2 separate regions of the Pan troglodytes genome follow, and region 1 is linked to region 2. A link is a contact called in public Hi-C data. All regions are on one chromosome and are shown on one strand. The core of a region is the stretch at or near the end of the contact, and the rest is flanking DNA. Distances in the headings are between cores, read along the strand shown. Region 1 holds the start of MAP4K3 (mitogen-activated protein kinase kinase kinase kinase 3). Region 2 overlaps TMEM178A (transmembrane protein 178A).

Evidence for each region. A called contact is a pair of places that touch in the nucleus more often than the background predicts.
Region 1: a Hi-C map of stem cell-derived neural progenitor cells shows a contact between it and region 2, with 2.7 times the contacts expected there. The contact joins the promoter of MAP4K3 here to the enhancer-like site in region 2. A contact is called at or near these places in 1 of 7 Hi-C or Micro-C datasets (stem cell-derived neural progenitor cells) and 1 of 1 datasets of contacts at active chromatin or transcription factors (stem cell-derived excitatory neurons).

What each region holds. Positions count from the first base shown.
Region 1 is chr12:83,340,437-83,346,155 of NHGRI_mPanTro3-v2.0_pri, reverse strand. MAP4K3 (mitogen-activated protein kinase kinase kinase kinase 3) reads right to left here and starts at 3,096. Exons shown (of 33, transcript XR_010149574.1): 1 at 2,967-3,096. It overlaps LOC129135347, which reads left to right and starts at 2,676. Exons shown (of 8, transcript XM_063789971.1): 1 at 2,676-2,763.
Region 2 is chr12:83,080,854-83,086,065 of NHGRI_mPanTro3-v2.0_pri, reverse strand. All of the region lies in intron 1 of TMEM178A (transmembrane protein 178A), which reads left to right. Among named protein-coding and RNA genes, the nearest start is that of TMEM178A, 32 kb to the left of the region's middle. Within about 2 kb of position 1,640, at least 11 of the 24 cell types and tissues checked have an H3K27ac peak or open chromatin away from gene starts, as enhancers often do. A contact at or near this core is called in stem cell-derived neural progenitor cells, where this site is marked.

The DNA of each region.
Region 1 (5,719 bases), core at 1,847-4,346, 260 kb before region 2:
TAATAATATCTCCACAACAAAACAGCTCTGAGAGGTTGATTTCACAAGGTCACATAGCTAATAAATCCCAGATTGTCCACATCCTTGTTCAGTGCTTTGGAACTAAACCACGCCACCTTAAGTACAATAAATATGTTATTACATTGAGTAGGAAACCATTTTCAAAATAAAAATCTCCACCAACCTTCCAAGAATGACTATAATCGGATCTCTTATTTATTTAATCCAATCATTCCATTTTTAGCATGTAAATGCTGACAAATTCAGGAACAAATTATATATATTGGCTTTTGAAAACAAAATGTACTTCTCTCTAGCACAATTAATTTGTATAAATAAGAAAAAACTAAAACAGCAAAACAAATAACAAAAATATGTAACTTTATAGAATAAACTTGATTATAGACAAAAACACAAACAAGAGTTTGGCAGGCAGGGGTACATGATGTCAAGAACCACATGAAGTTTCTCTGCTTTGGTCACTGGTATTGGAAGAGTCTGGCAGGCAGGGACCAAGCATCTATTATCTGATATCCACTTGGCAGACTACATAAACAGTGAGACCTTGTGGCACAGCAGGAATTAGGTATTCCAACTGCTACTTAAAGATCTACACTGAGTCAGAGTGTGGCTACAACTCAAATGCTAAACTAAATGTGTGCCTCAGTTTCTCCACTGGAAATGTAATACATTGTCTGCCCATCTCCTATCTTTAGAGAGGCAGTACTGCCAATTGGTTAAGAATACAGTCCCTAATTGGTTCAAATTTTGGCTTTGCCACCTACCAACTTTGGCAAGTTAATCTCCTTGTGCCTCAGTTTATTCAACTGCAAAATGGGGTTAACAATAGCACCTATCTCACAGGGTTGCTGTTAGGATTAATTAGAAAAATCTTATAGTGCCTGGCAAGTAACAAGCATTCCATAAACATCAGCTAGTATTATCATTATTTTAAACGAATGACAAGATTAACCAACTTAGTATACCTCTATTACACTCAGGAAATTACAGGCCATAATTTTTTTTTGCTTTTTAATCATGTGGCTTAACTACTAACTGTTCTTTTTAATATAGCAAGTACACAGCCAATTAGTCCTGTAAAAAAATTCACTGTATACCCTGCCACCTAAAACGTATACATTCATCGAGTTTTAGTTAACTTTTCATCGCAATATAAGCGAACTCCCCCAACCAGTCATAAGTGACTTGCATCCATCCACTTCTACTTTCACAGTCATCACCATATTCCTTAACACCATTATTCTTACCTAGACTATCACAGTGGCCTCCCAACTGCTCCATTCCACTCTTCATGCTGTAGTAGGGAGCTCTTTTAAAAACCTAAATCTAATGTCACTCCTCTGCTTAAAAGCCTGCAATAGTTCCCCATTGTCCTAAACAAGTCCGATCTCCTAATGAGAACTAAGAGGCCTGCAAGATCTAGGGCCACCCTCCCGCTCTGGCTGCTCAGGCTACACAGGCCTTCTTTCACATCGGGCCTCAGAGCCTTCACATATCATGCTCCCCTATCTGGCGTAATCCCCTCTCCCCAGTACCCTAAGCAACGCCCAATCATCTCTGAGATCTCAGCTGAAAGGCGATGAGCGTCTGATACCCTAAACAGGATCAGGTCCTCCTATTACATGCTCTCATAACCCTGATCCTAATACTCTTTTCTGCATCACAAAATAAAACTGCAATAATTATTTAAATGGCTATTTAATACTGTCCTTGTCCAAAAAAATAGAAACACTTAGGAAGATTTGGAACCAAGTCTATCGTTTACTGCTACAACCCAAAGTGCTTACTTGCCAAGTATCTCATACATTGTAGGTGGGCTCAATATATCTATATTGCATAGTAGGAAAAGTGATGAGATCCACGATGGTGAAAAGCAGATCATCCAGAAAATGAGACTAAAGCAGAACATTGGCTGCACTGTATTAAATATGTAAGTTACCACAGGCATTACACTGAAGAGTAAAAACCTGCTTAAACATGGGCAAAATAAAGTTAAGACTAAACTTTCCAATGCAAAATTAAGTTTCTTTGTGCATCCTCAGGTGTTATGTGAAACTGGAGGAGTTCAACTTCAGTTACCAGTAAGAAGATACACAACTAAATCAAGACTGCTGCCACATTTGGCAACAACCTCCTCTCTTCTTGGCAGTAACTGCGAGGCCAAGAGTTGAGTTGGCCAGGGAAGAGTGATTTATCTTCCCACATTTAGAAGTGGTCCCTCTACAACAGGAATGCTGTACCGCTAATGGACTTTGAATTCTAACCTTGTCAAACCAGTACCTTCCCTAAGTATTCAAGTCACTTTTTTAAAAAACAAGTTTAAATGGCATCGCAGTCCAATTCGACTTACAGAAAACAAAGTTGCTCTTTCCAAAAAAAAAAAAAAAGTCATTACTCTGGAAAATTAAAAGAAACTGACAGGGGGATGAATAAGGCGCTAAAGGCTGAGAGCTGTCGATGGAAGATGGAGGTCGCTCAGCATAGTATAATAACTACCACCGAGGCCTGGTGGGCAGCAGCTCCCAACCTAGAGCGGACGATCCCAGGTTGGCGTGAAGCAGGCAGGTTTGACAACGCCAGACCCCTGCTGTCCGGTTCGTCGCGCTGACCCTGCCAACGCAACAAACGCCCAGACCTTCTCTGCACTATGGATGAGCAATGTGGCCCGCTCTCGTTCTGCCCTTCCCTGGAAATGCGCGCAAGAAGGGAGGTGGCAAAAATCATGTCCACCGGGGGGCTCAGGTAAGGGCTGGGGAGGTCTCGGGGTTAAACATTTGGCCCTTTGTTCACCAAGGCAGCAGAGCCCTTGGCGTCCGCAGCTCCTCCTCCCCGACTGCTCCCTGGCGCCAGCGTCTCCCGAGGACAGGCGGCAAGGGCTCGGACGCCCAGGCTTGGCTGCGGGTCGGGATCCCACGGCCTCGGCGGCGCGCGGCCCCTGCCTTTACCTTGTAGACGTCGCCGTAGGTGCCGCTGCCGATGCGCTGAATCAGCTCGAAGTCCTCCTGCGGGTTCCGGCGGGACAAATCGAAGCCGGGGTTCATGGCGGGCCCCAGGTGCCCCCCGCCTCCCTCCCGGGCAGGGGAGGGGGGCCGCTCAGGGGGCCACACGGAGAGAGGGCGCCGCGGCCGGCTCCCGGCTCCCCCGGCGGTCACAATCACCCGGCTCCACGCTGCGGCCGCCGCCGCCGCCGCCGCTCCCCTCACGCCGCTGCGGACGACGACAAGCGGCCAATCGTCCCCGCCCCCCGCGGCCCGCCGCGGCCCGCCGCCGCGCCGAACCTGGTCACACCCACAAGGAGAGGAGAACCCTCGCAGCCCCTCGCTCGGGGTGAAACTCCAACATGGCTTCCGCTTTCGCCGCTCCTCCCCCTCCCCTTACTCCGGCTCCTCCAACCTCCTCCCCTTTTCCCGACTCCCGCCCGACTGCGCAGCCGCGATCCCGGAGGGAGCGCTCCAGGCCTGGCGCGCACCCGACCCCTTGCGCGTTCCGGCTCCGCGCGCCTGCCAGGCCGGGGCCGGCGGCGGAACAGCTTGGGACCCGAAACGCCTCGGCTTTTCTGCGGACCCGCGCCCGGCCGCTGCCGCCGGACGCTTGAAAAGGTTTGCCTGGCCCAGGGACCGGGGTTAGGACTAGCAGAAAGTGGCTTCTTTTCGTTTCTGATTCCCCTAACGACAAAGTTGGACCTTGGTCTATCTGGTCCCAGTTCCAAGCAGGTAGCATAGTGGTAATATCCAAGACAGCCAATGTCCCAGCCTTTATTATTTTAGAAGCAGCTACATGTAGGATACCACGGAGTGCTGCAGCCTTTCTGGGATTGCGGGGAGGGGTCACTAAACACACCGTGAGGAAAACCCCCAGGAAAAGTGAGCTGTGCTTGCTTGCCCCTGTCACCGACACTCGGACCCTTGGAGTTGGCCTGCCAGGGTGCAAAGGAGGGCAGGCCAGGAGGGCCGCGAGGGAGGTGTGTGCATTGGGCAGAGCGTGAAAGCTCCGGGAGGAAAACATGCGGAACAGCTGCCCACCATCCCGCGTGGGAGGCAGGCAGAGCGCAGAACTAAAGTAGTGATTGACCTCCCTCTTCGAAGAGGGTTGGATTATCAAAGACGGGCGGGGACTGCGCAGGCTGTCAAGCAACCCTGTAAAGAAGGGGTGGAGGGTGGACTAGATCTATTACCGCACCTGAAATATAAACACGTGACGATCCGGAAGCTCTTTAGCTGTGACCTTACCTACCCAAAAACCCCACCCTGCTTAAGACCCAGATTGCGCGTCTTACATCTGAGCTATGTGGACTCCAGCTCCGATTGTTAATACTTGCCCAAGAAAGCTTGAGGGTAATGGAAGGTTATTTTTCTGTTCTCATTGAACTTCCCAATAGACATTTGCAGGAGCTTTAATCAATTAGGTGATGGCCACTTTGGCAATACCACGTTGGAGTTTTGCTTCAGAAATGCTTTCCTAATCCCCTTAGGCACCACACCTTCTAACCACTAATATTCCCTAATACCTCGTGGCTCCTGAGAAACTAGGTCTCATCAAACCTGTTAAGGATAAGTATAATAAATTAGTAGTAGAGCAAACTACTTAGAGTTAACTGCTTCATACTTTTTCAAAAAATCTTTTGAATCCTTTTGCTCATAGGAAAATTGCATATGTACTAAATTCTCAAATTGTTTACTTTGAGTATCTGTTGACTAAATTGATGTTTGAAAATGGTTATCTCTTCACCTATATAAGTAGCCTTTCAGTTGTGTAATTTTTAATTATTAAATTTTAAAGCATCAGTAATATGAAAGTATCACTTAAATTATTGCCTTAGGAGTGCATATCACTGAATATCTTCTAGATGGATCTACCTTCAGGCTCTGGTATCTTGAGAAACTCCTGACTATAAATGTTATTCCATAGCCAAGGGTCTTGCTTTTGCTTGTTTAAGGTACTTGCCCAGGACCCAGATTACAGGCCTTCCTTCAGTTTGTCCACATTTGGAGAATTGTTTGGCATCTTTAGGCCAAGTGCAAGAATAATTAGCCAAGGATTCAGATAAGCAGACCTGACAAATTATCCCAAATGGAAGCCAGGTCTGCTCTTTTCCTCTGCCTTTTTTTTTTTTTTTTTTTTTTGAGAAGGAGTTTCGCTCTAGTTGTCCAGGCTTGAGTGCAAGGGTGCAATCTCAGCTCACCGAAACCTCTGCCTCCCGGGTTCTAGCGATTCTCCTGCCTCAGCCTCCCAAGTAGCTGGGATCACAGGCATGCAACACCACACCCAGCTAATTTTTGTATTTTTAGTAGAGATGGGATTTCTCCTTGTTGGTCAGGCTGCTCTTGAACTCCCGACCTCAGGTGATCCGCCTGCCTCGGCCTCCTGAAGTGGTGGGATTACAGGCATGAGCCACTGCACCCGGTCTCTGCCTTTTTAGTGCCAGAAAGCCAAATTCTCAGGACTGAAAGCTGCACAAGAAAGTTCTAATGATTTCAGTGTTTTGTTTGCTGAGATTATCGTCTGTCCAAATAACTTTGCATTTGCATCACTAATAGACTGCTTTCAAAAGGAAAAGACATTTCAGTAGGGCTAGAACAGTCTTTAAAGTTTTGTCTGTTCCATTTTGGCAGGGCCAAGCTAGTCCTTTTGAGAAGAGATGAATTTCCATGTAAGGGCCCAATTTGCCATGCGGGTTACAACATAAGTAAAACAACTG
Region 2 (5,212 bases), core at 391-2,890:
ACCTCCCCTCTCCAGGATGGAAGCCACATGAGACTATTGAGCATTTGAAATGACGCTTGTCTGAAAAGAGATGTGCTATAAGTAGAAGATATCAGATTTAGATTTTGAAGACTTAGTATGAAAAAACTATATAAAATATCTCATTAACAACTTTCAAAGTATTGATTGCATGTTAAATTTAAAAATACTAAAATTAATCTCACCTATTTTTCAATATGACCATTAGAACATTTAAAATTCTTACAATTTGCATTATATTTCTACTGGACAGAGCTGCTTAGATTTACTAATTAGTATCTTTCTCCTTTCAGTTCTGTAGACCTGATGAAAGGTTTGTCCTCAAGAGCTTTGCCTTTGGGACTGGTTTAGCCATTTGAGGCTCTAAAAGTCAGTGTTAAGCCCCTAAACTTACTGTATTTAGTTTATTTATTTTAACAAGTTTCACTGTTTATACCCAATACAGGAGGTGATAAGGAAAGCATTTTTGTCTGTCTGCTTTAGCCCCTGCTTTGCTCTGAAATTAAATCTCTGACCAGAACATGGCTGCTACCCTGTCCTATGACCGCATGATTGATTTTTCTTTTCAAACTGAGACGTGTGCTGGGGAAATAATTCTTTATTTTTCTGCTCAAGGGCCAGCTGAAGAATTCCAAGTTGTCTTTGAAATGTTTAGGAAATGGTGTAGCCTGTTGTTAACTCTTTCTGCTAGAGAACCTTAAGCATTAGTGGTACTGCTATTGCCATCAACTGTTTCAGACATACCTCTTAAATGTTGTAATCCAGAAAAAAGTCACAGCCTCCCTGCTTAAGGAACTTGGGACATTAATGAAGAGGCAGACTTTCTGATCTAGTAGGCAGTGACAAAGACCAGTAATCAAGAGTGAGATGGTGAGGCTCAGCAAAGAGAGTGAGCTATGTAGTCTGCAGGGTTTGGGGTAGGCTTTTCGAAGGCAGTGAGCCTGGAGGGATAGTAGTTTTTGGACTGTTCTAAAGTTAGTGATGTAGGCTAGGATGGTCACAGAGATGGACATGATGTTGCCAGGGGACAATTTGGGGAGGGAGGGAAGTAGCCCCTGGGAACCAGTCACAGGTAAGTGTAAGTGAAGTTGGAGGTAGGGATAGATGATAGGGGTCTAGAGTCTGAATTCGATTCAGGGGGAACCCAATTGTATGTTCCTGGACAGAGCCAGTCAATGAAAACCCCAGTCTTACGTTCTGAGGGACCGCGTGTGATTTTCGCATCTTCTGTTGGTCAGTGTGGAAGTTGACACAATGGCAAAGCATTAAAACATTTAAATAAACAATTATATAGTACTTATATGTGTCAGACAATGTATTTTTAAATAAATACATAATTTTAAAACAAATACATAATTATATCATAGCAAGTGAAACTGTTCCTCGCTTACAGTAATCAATTTAAGGCCACATATTAAGTTAATGATACTGTAAAAGGCAGGTAGATGTAACAAAAATCTTAAAGGTTTTCATATTGCATTTTACTGATGGGCAACTGAGACTCCAGAGGCCTCAAAACTTCACACAGCAAATTTATCTAGCAGTGGCATGCAGGGTAGGTTGAGGGTTGAGCAAGGAGGTCAGTTAGCAAATTCTTCAGGAGTGAGGTGATGGGAGTCTTGTTCTAAAGTGGCGAGAATGGAGAGGAAACATGAGAGCTGTTGGTTGGGCCATTGTTCAGGCAGCTGTTGCCATGTGTCTGTTTATTTCTCTGTACACTTGGGTTAATCTGTGATGACCATTTAAGGTGCAGACTCCTGGTGTGTGGCAGTGGTTCTGTATGGCGAATTGGGCAGGTGCCAAGAGGGAATTCATAATCCAAGGCTGACATTATGGAGTACTTACAGTGGGCCACACATCCTATGCTAAGTCCTGAATTACCTCTTTCATTCCTCACCATAACTCAGTGAGGTATCTGCCATTATTCTCCCTCTTTTACAGACGAGGGAACCAAGGCTCAGTGAGCTTCAGTAATTTGCCACAAGTCACACAACTAGGATTCAAACCCAAGTCTGTCTGACCGCAAGGTCTTTAACCATCATGTATACTGCCCGCCTCATTATTGATTGATAGTAATGACTGTTTATAGCATCTTTCTCATGTTTCTTCCTTATTTAACCTTGAGTAGGGGTTTCTATGACTTAGCTTGGAACTCAGTATTGGAAACAACGGAAATTCACCAGGCAAAAAGCTCCATTTCTAACCCCCTGTGCAACATACTTGTGTATCTTATTCTATGGTTTATATCATCATTAAAGTGGCTCTACTTGGCCCTTTAAGAAGCTAATTAATCACTAAATATAAACCACAACTTGTTCTTTTCAATCCTCTGCATGTTTCTTCCCCCCATTGTGTGATGCCATCTGGTGCTATGAGCTCATGCTTTTTGTGTTCCTTTTCAGAGAGCCAGATTCATTGCTCTCTAAACCCAGAAAGCCAGTTAATTTCAAAGTTTGCATGTGTGACTTTGAAAAAATTGGAATCTAATGCCTCCTTGTGGATTTTAACAGTATAAATTATTCCTTAACATAACACTGCATGGAACTTCCGTCTTTACCACCATCTGTGTATATATATGTGCTTGTCTTTTTATCAAAAAGATCTAATTTGTCTTTGGTTGCTTGATATGTTCTGTCAAGCAACTACAGGTCTTTTCCTGTAAGATTTTTGTGGTTTCATTTTGTCAATTTAATGTGTGTGCTGTAGGGAGCCAAACCTTAATAATATTGCTTTCCTCTTCAAATCTATCTGACTTTCTCCTATGACAGTGGAACAAGTGTTTAAGAACAAGGACATAAAACAGCTAATGGCAGGTCTCTGACACTGCTGCTGAGCTGTCTTTCATTCCCACTTTCTCTTCTAATTCTGCCTGAAGTCTCTAATCATCTTCCAAGGGAGTGGAACACCTGGACCATAGAACATTTTCTTGCAAACTCAGCTGTGGAGCTCTGGGCTTGCTACCAGACCCCCACTCTTTGGAGTCCTTGAGTACTGCTTGTTACTGTCAGCCCAGACCTCATCATTTTCCCTACCCTCTTTCTCTTTTCATTTCGGAATTCTTGGCACTTTAAATTTAGCCTGAGAGCCCCATGGAGAAGGAAAGGCGATTTGGTGATGTGTGCGCTACTTACCTAATTCCTGGCACACGTAGAGGAAGCAGGAGAACCCTGGGCCAGCTGCCATCTCCTTCCTGTTACTCTTCTTGCCACTGGGATCCTGCCCATTACAAGCAAGGAACAGAGGAGGAGATGGGTCTTGAGTATATTTGCAGTGATTTAAAAGGGACCACACATTTCCCTAGCACAGAAGCTGTTCTAAGGCCAGCTCTTGTGAGTCTGAGAAAATAGTTTCTCCCCACTTCACACCCTCTCTCCAGCATTAAGCAGCTTCTGTGAGATGCAGGTAGGATGAAGCCACTGAGTCAGCCGTGTCGCCAATCCAATCTCCTTCAATTAAGAATCAGCTTTGTTTCCAAAAGAGCATATGTTGGTTCTAAATTGGAAAGATTGTTTTTTATTTCAAATTGACAGTACATGTAGTAACTCTAGCTTAACTATCCACAAAATTAAGATGCATGTCTAGAAAACTAAGGACTGCTAACATTTCTGAGTAATAGTATTTAATATATAAAGTTTGGGTAACAGCATTTATGTTAAAGCTTGGTTACAACCGAGTAATAGCCTCAGGCTAGTTACTTAACTCTCTGAGCTTCGGATTCTTTTACTCATTTAGTGTAGTTAATAATACCTTTATATTTAGCTCACAGGGTTGTTGATGAGTAGCAAATGGATTTTGTCAAATACTTTTTCTGCATCTTTGAGATGATCAGATGGTTTCTGACCTTTATTCTGTTGATATGGTATATTGTATTAATTGATTTTAATATATTGAAACGATCTTGCATTCCTGAGATAAATCTCCCTGGGTCATGGTGTACAACTCTTTTCCGATGTTGCTGAATTCAGTTTGCTAATATTTTGCTGGGGAATTTTGCATATCTATTCATAAGGAATAGTATGTAATTTCCTTTTCTTGTGGTGTCTTTGGTTTTTCATATCAGGGTAATAATGGCCTCATAGAAAGAAGTAGGAAGTTTCCTTCATTTTCTATTTTTTTTTTTTGTTTTGAAGAGTCTATGAAGGTTGTTAATTCTTCCTTAAACATTTGGTTAAATTTACCAGTGAAGCCATCTGGTCATGGGCTTTTCTTTGTGGCAAGTTTTTACTAAGTTAATTACTAAGTCAATTTCTTTACTTGTTATAGATGTGTTCAGATTTTCTATTTTTTCTTGAGTCAGTCTTGGAGTTTTATATTTCTAGGTATATGCCATTTTATCTGTTTTATCTAATTTGTTGGCATGTAATTTTTCACTGTGCTCTCTTAAGCTTCTCTATATTTCTCTAAGATTGTTAGTAATAGCCTCTGTTTCATTCCTGATTTTTTTTTTTTTTTCCAGACAGAATCTTGCTGCCTTGCCCATGCTGGAGTGCAGTGGCACCATCTTGGCTTACTGCAACCTCTGCCTCCCAGGTTCCAACAATCTTTGTGCCTCAGCCTCCTGAGTAGCTGGGATTACAGACATGTGCCACCATGCCTGGCTAATTTTTTGTACTTTCAGTAGAGATGGGGTTTTCCTCTGTTGGCCAGGCTGGTCTTGAACTCCTGGCCTCAAGTGATCCATCTAATTCAGCCTCCCAAAGTGCTGGGATTATGGGCATAACCAAATTTTAGTTTTGTTTACTTTCTCAATTTTTAATTCTTTATTTTATGTATTTCCACCCTAGCTTTGTAATCTCTTTCCTTAGTATGCTCTTCTTTTTCTAGTTTTTTAGGGTGGAGAGTTAGGATACTGATTTGAGATCTTTCTGGTTTTGTTTTTGTTTTGAGACAGAGTCTCACTCTGTCACCCAGGCTGGAGTGCAGTGGTGCAATCTCAGGTCACCGCAACCTACATCTCCTGGGCTTAAGCAATCCTCCCACCTCAGCCTGAGTAGCTAGGACTACAGGTGTGTGCAATCATGCCTGGCTAATTTTGTTTATTTTTTGTAGAGACAGGGTCTCACTATGTTACCCAGGCTGGTCCTCAACTCCTGGGTTCAAGTGACCCTCCCACCTCAGCTTCTCAAAGGTTGGGATTACAGGCATGAGCTACTGTGCCAGGCGAGATCTTTTTTTAATGTAGGCATTTACAGCT